Linked DNA regions of Sus scrofa: region 2 is linked to region 1. A link is a contact called in public Hi-C data. All regions are on one chromosome and are shown on one strand. The core of a region is the stretch at or near the end of the contact, and the rest is flanking DNA. Distances in the headings are between cores, read along the strand shown. Region 1 overlaps LOC102164222 (a long non-coding RNA gene). Region 2 has its middle 140 kb from the start of TEAD1.

Evidence for each region. A called contact is a pair of places that touch in the nucleus more often than the background predicts.
Region 2: a Hi-C map of embryonic fibroblasts shows a contact between it and region 1, with 2.9 times the contacts expected there. The contact joins two enhancer-like sites. A contact is called at or near these places in 2 of 47 Hi-C or Micro-C datasets (embryonic fibroblasts and fibroblasts).

Annotation. Positions count from the first base shown.
Region 1 is chr2:46,738,127-46,742,882 of Sscrofa11.1, reverse strand. All of the region lies in intron 3 of LOC102164222 (a long non-coding RNA gene), which reads right to left. Among named protein-coding and RNA genes, the nearest start is that of TEAD1, 70 kb to the right of the region's middle. Within about 2 kb of position 2,617, at least 8 of the 83 cell types and tissues checked have an H3K27ac peak or open chromatin away from gene starts, as enhancers often do. A contact at or near this core is called in embryonic fibroblasts, where this site is marked.
Region 2 is chr2:46,811,331-46,816,086 of Sscrofa11.1, reverse strand. No RefSeq gene overlaps it. Among named protein-coding and RNA genes, the nearest start is that of TEAD1, 140 kb to the right of the region's middle. Within about 2 kb of position 2,661, at least 11 of the 83 cell types and tissues checked have an H3K27ac peak or open chromatin away from gene starts, as enhancers often do. A contact at or near this core is called in embryonic fibroblasts, where this site is marked.

The DNA of each region.
Region 1 (4,756 bases), core at 1,368-3,867:
GCATGTGGAGGTTCCCAGGCTAAGTGTTGCAATGGAGCTACAGCTGCCGGCCACAGCCATAGCCACAGCAATGCAGGATCCAAGCCACATCTGCGACCTACACCACAGCTCACAGTACCGCTGGCTCCTTAACTCTCTGAGCGAGGCCAGGGACTGAACCCACAACCTCGTGGTTCCTAGTTGGAGTCATTTACCACTGCGCCACAATGGGAACTCCGTATTTTCTAAATTTTTGATACTGAAAATATTGAGAAAAAAATAAATTATTTTGGTAAGTTTTATTAAAGCAAATCCATACACACCAAAAACTTGTACAAATCCTAGCACAGCTTGATGGATTTTGATAAAGGAACTCTTCTGTATAATTAGCACCAGCTCATGAAATATAACTTTTACTAGCACCACAGTCATTACTTGACCCCCCAAGGAGAACCACTATTCTGATTTCTAACCATCTAGACCAATTTAGTTTGATTTTAAGTACTTGACAAATGGAATCATTCCATACACTTTCTAAAGTTCAGTTCCTTTCACTTAACATTCTGAGTGTCCATGTTGTGTATGTAATAGTTCATTCATCCTCAATGCTGTATTCTATTATTTGAACATAAAAACACAATTAGCTATCTATTCTTCTCTCCATGTACATTTGTATTATGATTTGTTTTGGTACCACGAACAATGCTACTGGGAACTTAGGTACACATGGAATTGCTGGTCAGAGGAAATGTATGTGTATAGTTTAGTAGATACTGTCAAACAGTTTTCCTAAATAGTTATTCTAATATACACTTCCACAAGTGGAGCAAGAAAGTTCTACGTACTCAGCTCTAGTTATGTGTCAACACTTGGTACTGTCTGGTGTTTGCATGAGCCATTTCTTTCTTTTTTTTTTTTTTTTTTTTCTTTTTTTTTTTTTTTTTTTTTTTGCCATGCCTGTGGCACTTGGAAGTCCCCAGTCCCAAGGCCAGGAATCAAATCTGCACCACAGCAGTGACCCAAGCCACTGAAGTGACAATGCCAGATCCTTAACCCACTGAGCCACCAGCAAGTCCCATTTTAGCCATTTTTAGTGGCATCACTTGAAGCTCTATTTTACATTTTCCAAATAACTAGTGGAATTTAATATTCTTTCAAATATTTATTGCCATGTGGATATTCTCTTTAGTGAAGTACCTGATCAAGTCCTTTGCCTATTTTTCTATTGGGTTATCTGGTTTTTTTCTTATTGACTGGCAAGAATCCGTATGTTCTGCATACAAGTTATAACAGATGCATGTACTGCAAACATCCTTTCCCATTGTGTAGACTTGATTTTTTTTTAATCCCTTAACAGTGTCTTTAATGAAAGTATTAATGCCCTGTAGTTCAGTAGGATCCTTGCTGTGTCTTCTGGCATACGTGAGCCCCTGCTCATCATCCAGAGACAGGAAAGGCAAACCCAGACTCAGAATGTACTATTACCCCACTCGCAGTATTGCTTTTGTTATCTGAGTCCTTGAGAAAGATGCCAAAATGGGATTGAATATGCAATGATTTTCATTTAAGAAATTAGCGAGGGAGCTATAAAAACCTGGGAGGGCCATCAAACCACAAATATAGGAGACCCAAGTATAGGAGTGAGGGAGGAAAGGTGGGGTGACAGCATCCCAAACTGTCATGGGAGATTTTGCAAGGCTATCAGGAGTCCTTGAGCAGAAGTCAGCTGTCGGACTTCAGAGCTGTCCCCCGTCACCCTGGAATGGGTCTGCCTTCATATCCTCACCATGCTTATTCATTGGCTGACACCAACCAGAGGGAAGCATGGTCTCTGCACAAACACAGTGATGGATTTCAGAGCACAGTGGGCCTTTGGTCAATTACCCTCCCTGTAGTTCGAGTTCTGCTAGGGGTGCTCTCATAGCCACTACACCAAAGGAATATGGAAGAAGTAGTGGTAAGTGGGGAAGGTGACTAATATGTTCATTTTTAAAATACTGAGTTTGGTACATCTTTCTTCTTAGATATTCAGTACTGAATATCTTCAGCAATCTAGGATATTCATCTTAGATATTCTGAATATATACAGAATTCAGCAAGTGGGTCTGGGCTGCTCAGACAGGACCTTAGGGAGTGATGCCTAGAAGAGCTTTGTGAGAAAAGGACTATCAGGTATCTCCTGAAAGGAGATATAACCGCCCAGAGGGAACCCAGGGATTTCCGTGACTTCTCACTCTACCCAAAGCTCTTTCTGCTCAGTTGAGCAGGTGGAGAACAGAGGGGGAAGAAAGAAAAGAGGCCTTGTGTGGTAGGGCCCCTCATTACTAAAACACCTCCCCAAATATGGCAGTCCAAGACTGCTGACATGTTTCTGCTCTGTTTGTTTCAGCAGAGCAAATTGGTTTTTCCTAATTTGAAAGTGAATGTGGCCAAAAGTAATTTGTATCAGTATTTCAATAAGAATTTTAGAGGGAAGCCAATGTGCATTCATTATACATATGAGTGAGCTTGCACGGATGCTTACACACACACACACACACACACACATACACATACACGGTGCAAGGAAGTGAGCAGTCGGATGTGGTCAATCACGGAATCTATGGTCTGCAATCTGGGAGAGAGCATGTGGGCCCATGAGTCAGGATTAAACACCATAGCGACCAAGTCACTGAAGCTTGCCGAGTCAGACAGCAATTTCTGCTTAATAGAGCCCTTAGGTCTCAATAATTGCTTTGAAATCCACACATCGGCATGCAATTCTCATACTGGGGAAGCCAGAAATCCAAGTGCGAGGGCAGAACAGACAACCTCTCCTGTGCACATTCAAGATGCTGAAAAGGCCGTTGGTTCTACCTCCTTGTCAGCATCTGTAAGTATGCATCAGAGATTATCATTTTAGTACTGTCCAGTCATCCATGCTCACGTTTGTGAGTTTCACAGCAGATTGAGCTGGTTTGTGGACAAGAGCAAGAAGTGGCCACTGAATTAAAATTCTGTGTTTGCTAACAAAGCTGCCAGTGATCCATACAACCAACAAGAAAAGGACACTCCTTTCTTAAGACAGTATTCTTCTTATGTCTGAAAATTGTCATACTAATTTTGTTAAATGATTTACAGCCACCTCTCAGAAAAATTGTTGTAATCAATATGGAAATTAATGTCTACTTTATGAATGGAAAATGTGGCAGTATACGACATAGACAACAGTACATGGCAGCCGTCTTAGCTTAGTACCCAGAAATTATCCTTCTTCCCTCTGTTTTCACACTGTTGAATTTAACATACTACATTTACATGGCTGCTATTTGTTAGGAAAACAGCTATTCTGGCAGGCTACCTTCTATGCCAGGAATTTCACAGCTGTAGAAACTCATGGTCTATCTGGAATGACAAGCAGATCCTGGGGAGGTGGAGGAGGCAAAGACTTCCAGCATCAGAGCTACTTAAGAAACCTCAACAATCTTGGAGAGCAAGGGAGCCTAGAACACTGTGCTCCAGATGTTTCCAGCCTAGAAGTGCTCTATGCCTGGCTTTCTCCCTTGGCCTTTGTCTTTCTGGCTCTTCCCAACTCTCCCCATTCCAGTTCTCCTCACTCCCGTGGTCCCTGTGCAACATCAAAGGTGGCTGTTTGAACAGAGGAGTCATTGGTTGGGTAGCCAGCACTGAGAAAAGGAGCGCTCTCTCCCCTGCTCTCCTGGACTGGCAACAGTCACTGAGGGCCAAGGCCAACCTGGCCAGAGAGTGTCCAGGGGCAGACACTTTGCAGGACACTGCTCAGGAGCCCCAAGCACAGAGCCTCAGAGCTTTGGAAACTCTGGTCCAGGGTCCTGGAATAAAATTTTAAAATCTTTTCCCCCGATATTTAAAATAATACAAAACTATTATGGACAAATAACAAAAAGAATAAAGAAGAAAATAACTTCCCTTAATCTCATTAATCAGAGATAAGTTATCTATTTTTGTTCTGATTACAGAAAGAATATATACAGTTTTTTTGTTTGTTTGTTTGTTTGTTTTTTGGGCCTCACCTGTGGCATATGGAGGTTCCCAGGCTAGGGGTTGAATCAGAGCTGCAGCTGCTGGCCTACACCACAGCCACAGAAACACGAGATCCGAACCGTGTCTGCAAACTACACCACAGCTCATGGCAATACCAGATCCTTAACTCACTGAGCGAAGCCAGGGATTGAACCTACATCCTCATGGATACTAGTCAGATTTATTTCCACTGAGCCATGATGGGACTCCATAAATACATATAGTCATTATAGAAAAATATGGGAAAAAAAGAAATAAGGAAAAAACTTTATTGTATGTATCATTCAGTGTCATTTTAGCTTGTTCTTTTCAGTCTTTTCTATGTACATTACTTTAAAAATAAGATGATACCATATATATATATATATATATATTACTGTGAGTTTTTTTCCATTTATTTTTATTCCATAACCTTTTTCCCAGTAATTTTTAAATGTATTTGCCTTTCTTTTTTAATATTGTGTTCACTGTTTTTTTTTTGTTTTTGTTTTTTTTTTTCTTTTTCAGCTACATTTGTGGCATGTGGAAGTTCCCAGGCAAGGGATCAAATCTCAGCCACAGCTACAATCTATACCACCGCTGTGGCAGTGCCAGTTCCAGCCACAGCTGGAACTCCTCTATCATACATTTAATTTTTTCTTATAAGTTATGAATGGGGTATATATCTACATTGTATAAAATCTGAAAAAATGTGAAAGAACATAAAGTGAACATTCGGTTTCCCCGTCATTCCTAT
Region 2 (4,756 bases), core at 1,412-3,911, 73 kb before region 1:
GTATGAAGTTAAACCAGCATGTGGATAGGTAGGTCTCAAAAGTTATTGTCATTGGAATTCCCATCGTGGCGCAGTGGTTAGCGAATCCAACTAGGAACCATGAGGTTTCGGGTTCGGTCCCTGCCCTTGCTCAGTGGGTTAACGATCCGGTGTTGCCGTGAGCTGTGGTGTAGGTTGCAGATGCGGCTCGGATCCTGCATTGCTGTGGCTCTGGCGTAGGCCAGCAGCTATATCTCTGATTAGACCCCTAGCCTGGGAACCTCCCATATGCCGAGTGAGTGGCCCAAGAAATGGCAAAAAGACAAAAAAAAAAAAAAAGTTATTGTCATAAGACCAGTTTTTATTTTGCCTTGTCTTTTTTTCTCTACCTGGTAGGGACTGCCCTTCCCCTTATCAAGAGATGCAAAGTTGAGTGGTTTTGCCATTTTCTTCTTGCTCTTAATGCCTCACATAAAGTCTCCAACAAAATAATTCAAAGACCAAAACATCCCCCCTCCCTCCACCGGAGACCTTGGCCAGGGGAAAATCCACAGTCAGGGACATGGGATGCTTCTCTTTTAGAGAAGAGAGTTTCCTTGGATCAAAATCACTGGTGAGTCATTTCTGGAATCCAGCAGCTCCTTCACTTGAAGGGCAGAGCTTTTTACCACCGGCCTTTTGGTATCTCTGGGCCTTTTGGAGCTGCCTCAGGAAGATCTGAAGGACATGCTCTAAGATGCCACAGGTGACAATGAGAAACATCTGTAGGCCAGCTTTGCTCAGAACTGTCCTTCTTAGGAGCTCCCTTCATGGCCCAGTGGTTAACGAACCTGACTAGGATCCATGAGGATGCAGATTTGATCCCTGGCTTCGCTCAGTGGGTTAAGGATCTGGCGTTGCCATGAGCTGTGGTGTGGGTTGCAGATGCAGCTTGGATCCTGCATTGCCATGGCTATGGTTGTAGGCCAGCAGCTCTAGCTCTGATTCAACCCCTAGCCTGGGAACCTCCATATGCCACAGGTGTAGCTCAAAAAAAATTTTTACCAAATTGATTTTATGTTCATATAATTTAAGTCATTCAGTAGTTGCCCAGGAATCTGACAAAAAAATAAAAAAAAAAAAAAAGAACTGTCCTTTTTGACATGTCATGGTTCAGGATCTCACTGGTTCCACTATGAACTCATGCTCCTCTTCTTCACCAGCACACGCTGCTGGATATTACTGAGGTGTACTGTTTACAGTCCGTCTCATTCTCTGGGTTGAGGATGCCTTGGGCCCTAAAACAGATCTGCTGCCATCGTTCTGGGAGCCCAGAATCTGAGGAGGCAATGAGCTACCCATCTAGCCCAGGAAGCCCATTTGAAAGGAATTCTAAGAAACTCCACACACAGGGCTCCCGAAACCCAAGTGCGTCCCACTGCGGGTCTCTCAGCATCCTGGGCCATCATATCTGAAAACTGAACCCCTTAGAGTACATAGATATTTCTATATTGGATGCGCTCAAAAAGATTTTTCCTCTCCCTCCGGGGCAAAGAGGAGTGGGAAACATCTCAGAACACCTCAAGTTCTGTGCCAGTTGCTCAAAGTTCTCCTTCAATAAATGCTTGCTGGGTAAATTTGATTAATATGCATCCACTGGACTCCAAGAGCCAACAAGGTCTTCAGAGTTTGGGCTTGGGGTGAATGTGGACCTGGTGTCTGTCATTTTTATGACACATTCTACCTACCTGCCTCTAACCTTTTCTCATCTGAGTGTCAGTTTTCCCTCTTCTGTTCACCTTAGTTTTTCTTGTCTCAGTCTCTTTTCCTGGAAGCTAAATAAGGAATAAGGCTTTCTTGCTTATGGCCAGTGCTGTAACATAGTGAGAACAAGCAGAGACCTGAGATTCAGACTATAGCCAGGTTCAGATCCAGATACTTCTCCTTACGGCTGTGAGTTCTAAGGTAATGTTCCTGAGACCCAATTTCTTCATTTATAAAATAGGGATGGGCGTTCCCATTGTGGCTCAGCAGGAACAAATCCAACTAGTATCCATGAGGATGCGGGTTCCATCCCCGGCCTCACTCAGTGGGTTAAGGATCTGGCATTGGCGTGAACCATGGTGTAGCTCACAGATGTGGCTCAGATCTGGCGTTGCTATGGCTGTGGTGTAGGCTGGCAGCTGTAGCTCCAATTCAACCCCTAGCCTGGGAACCTCCATATGTCACAGATGCAGCCCCAAAAAGACCAAAAACAAAAACAAACAAACAAACAAAAAAAACAAAAGCAAAAAAAACACAGGTCTGAAAGCCCTAAAAAACAAAAAAATAAAAAATAAAATAGGGATAATAGTTCCTAGCCCAGAGTGCTCTCAATGGATTAAGGGAGATCTTTTGTGTACAGGGTCTGGTACAGAGCCTGGCATGTTGTCAGATACACAGTCCATGTTTGGCAGCCTCACATCATAAGCCCACCTGAAGAGACTCACCAGTGCTCCACACAAGTTTCTTGAACTAACTCGAAATAGACATTTTCCAGATTTCTGGGCTGTCCTGAAAGAGTTTCCTCCACCACCCCATCTCAGTCAAAAAAAAAAAAAAAAAAAAATCAGAAGCTTGAAAGTTGAGGAGGGACTGGAGAGAGGGCCATGAAGTAAGCAGGATGCTAGAAGCCCAGATTGCCTTTGGCTCAGTCTAGATTTGAGGGAAACCTGGAATTACTGTGATTTCATCACAGCAGCTGGTCCAAGATAAACCTGCCAGCACTGCTCAGAGGCCAGATCTGGATTGCAGTGATAGCTGGGGCCTGCTGAGAAGCAAGGAGAAACTATTTCTCTGACATTTTTTTCCACCCCAACCAAGAATTTTCTTTGGCTCTACATGCCTTCGGGACCGGTTTTCATTTGCATGGAGCTCATTTGAGCATCCGTTGCCTCAGACAGCAGAGACTTCTTAGAAAGACTTCCATTCCCTGGCCTGCCTTCCACATGAGCCTTTCTCCTGATTCAGAAATAATGTTCATCCAGGAAGGTGAACCCCCAGGTCTTATTTGTGCCTGGGTTGTGCCAGAACCTCACAAATAGGTTCTCTCTGATTCGGGTCCACACACAGCCTCTGCAGGCCTGGGCAGCAGCAAGGATGGCCACCAAGGAACATTTGCTCTCCTTCCAAATTGACAGCCTTCGTCTAATTGAACCCATGTTAACCAAAGTGGCACATTTTAATACATTTCACTGTTTCAAGCTGTGGCAGAAAATTAGAGTGTGAATGTTCTTAACAGCTGCTTCTCGAGTGGCTGTCTGCAGTCTCTGCCTCCTTGACTCTCCGGTGCCAACCAAAGAAAGACTAGTCTGTTCATTATCTCTCTTGGAGGTTTTTTAAGACAGTCATGTCTGGATGAAAACGTCACCATTCTTATAATATTATTATGTAGATTCTACACTTTTTCAAATAGGGAGATTTGGGGAGTAGTACAACTATTCCAGGAATAGGCTAGGGAGGTATTTTTTTGAGAAAACAAGCCAGAATGAATCCAATCAGATCAGAGCAGCATTATCTGCTTCCAACCAGTCACTTTATGCCAACAATATTGCCCAGAGCTGCCTTCAGAGCCTAGTGTATGTCTTCAGTTCATTATTATTTGTCAAAGCCGAGTACAAGGATGGTCTTTGCTGCATTGTTGTCACAGTCAAAGATCAGAAACAAAGGTTCCCATGGTGGCTCACTGGTTAACAAACCAGTGAGTTCCCGTTGGAGTTCCCGTTGTGGCGCAGTGGTTAACGAATCTGACTAGGAACCATGAGGTTGTGGGTTCGATCCCTGGCCTTGCTCAATGGGTTAAGGATCCAGCCTTGCTGTGGGCTGTGGTGTGGGTCACAGATGCAGCTCGGATCCTGTGTTGCTGTGGCTCTGGCATAGGCCAGCAGCTACAGCTCCAATTAGACCCCTAGCCTGGGAACCTCCATATGCCAAGGGAGTGGCCCTAGAAAAGGCCAAAAAAAAAAAGACAAAAAACAAACAAACAAACAAAAAACAAACCTGACTATTAACCATGAGGACGTGAGTTTGATCCCTGGCCTTGCTCTGTGGGTAAAGGATCTGGTGTTGCCATGAGCTGTGGTATAGGTTGCAGACGCGGTTTGGAGTCTGAGCTGTTGTGGCTGTGGTGTAGGCTGACAGCTATAGCTCCGATTTGACCCCTAGCCTGGGAACTTCCAAATGCTGCAGGTGTGGCTCTAAAAAGACAAAGACAAAAAAAAAAAAAAAAAAAAAAAGTTCATCGATAGAGGACTGGCTAAATCAATTATGATGCATCCAGTCCATGGAATGCCAAATAATCATTTTAAAAAGGAGTGATATAGTAAGAAAGAACAACAAGTCTTGAAATAGCTGAAATAGATCCTGGCGGTACTGGTTATCTCTGGGGAGGAAGACTAGTGGCAGAGGAGCAAGAGAAGGAGGACGTTTTGTCTTCATCATCTAACCCTTATACACTTTGCATTTTGTTCTTTGTATTACCCATACACACACTAAGAAAAGGATTGATTATTTTCTGAAAGTACCTTTGGCATCTAGTCCAAAACATGGTGATCGAACTAGCTATATAATTCAAAAAATTATAATCACCAGAGTTCTCATTTGCTGAGCACTTAACCTGCATTAGCCTCAATATTAAGGCTCTTTGCAACACGTTTTATCTGATTTTTCTCCTCAGAGCAGCCCTACAAAGTAGATTTTACCATCTTTATTTTAGAAATGAGAACACTATGACTCAAGGAGTTTTTAAAAGATGCCTGAG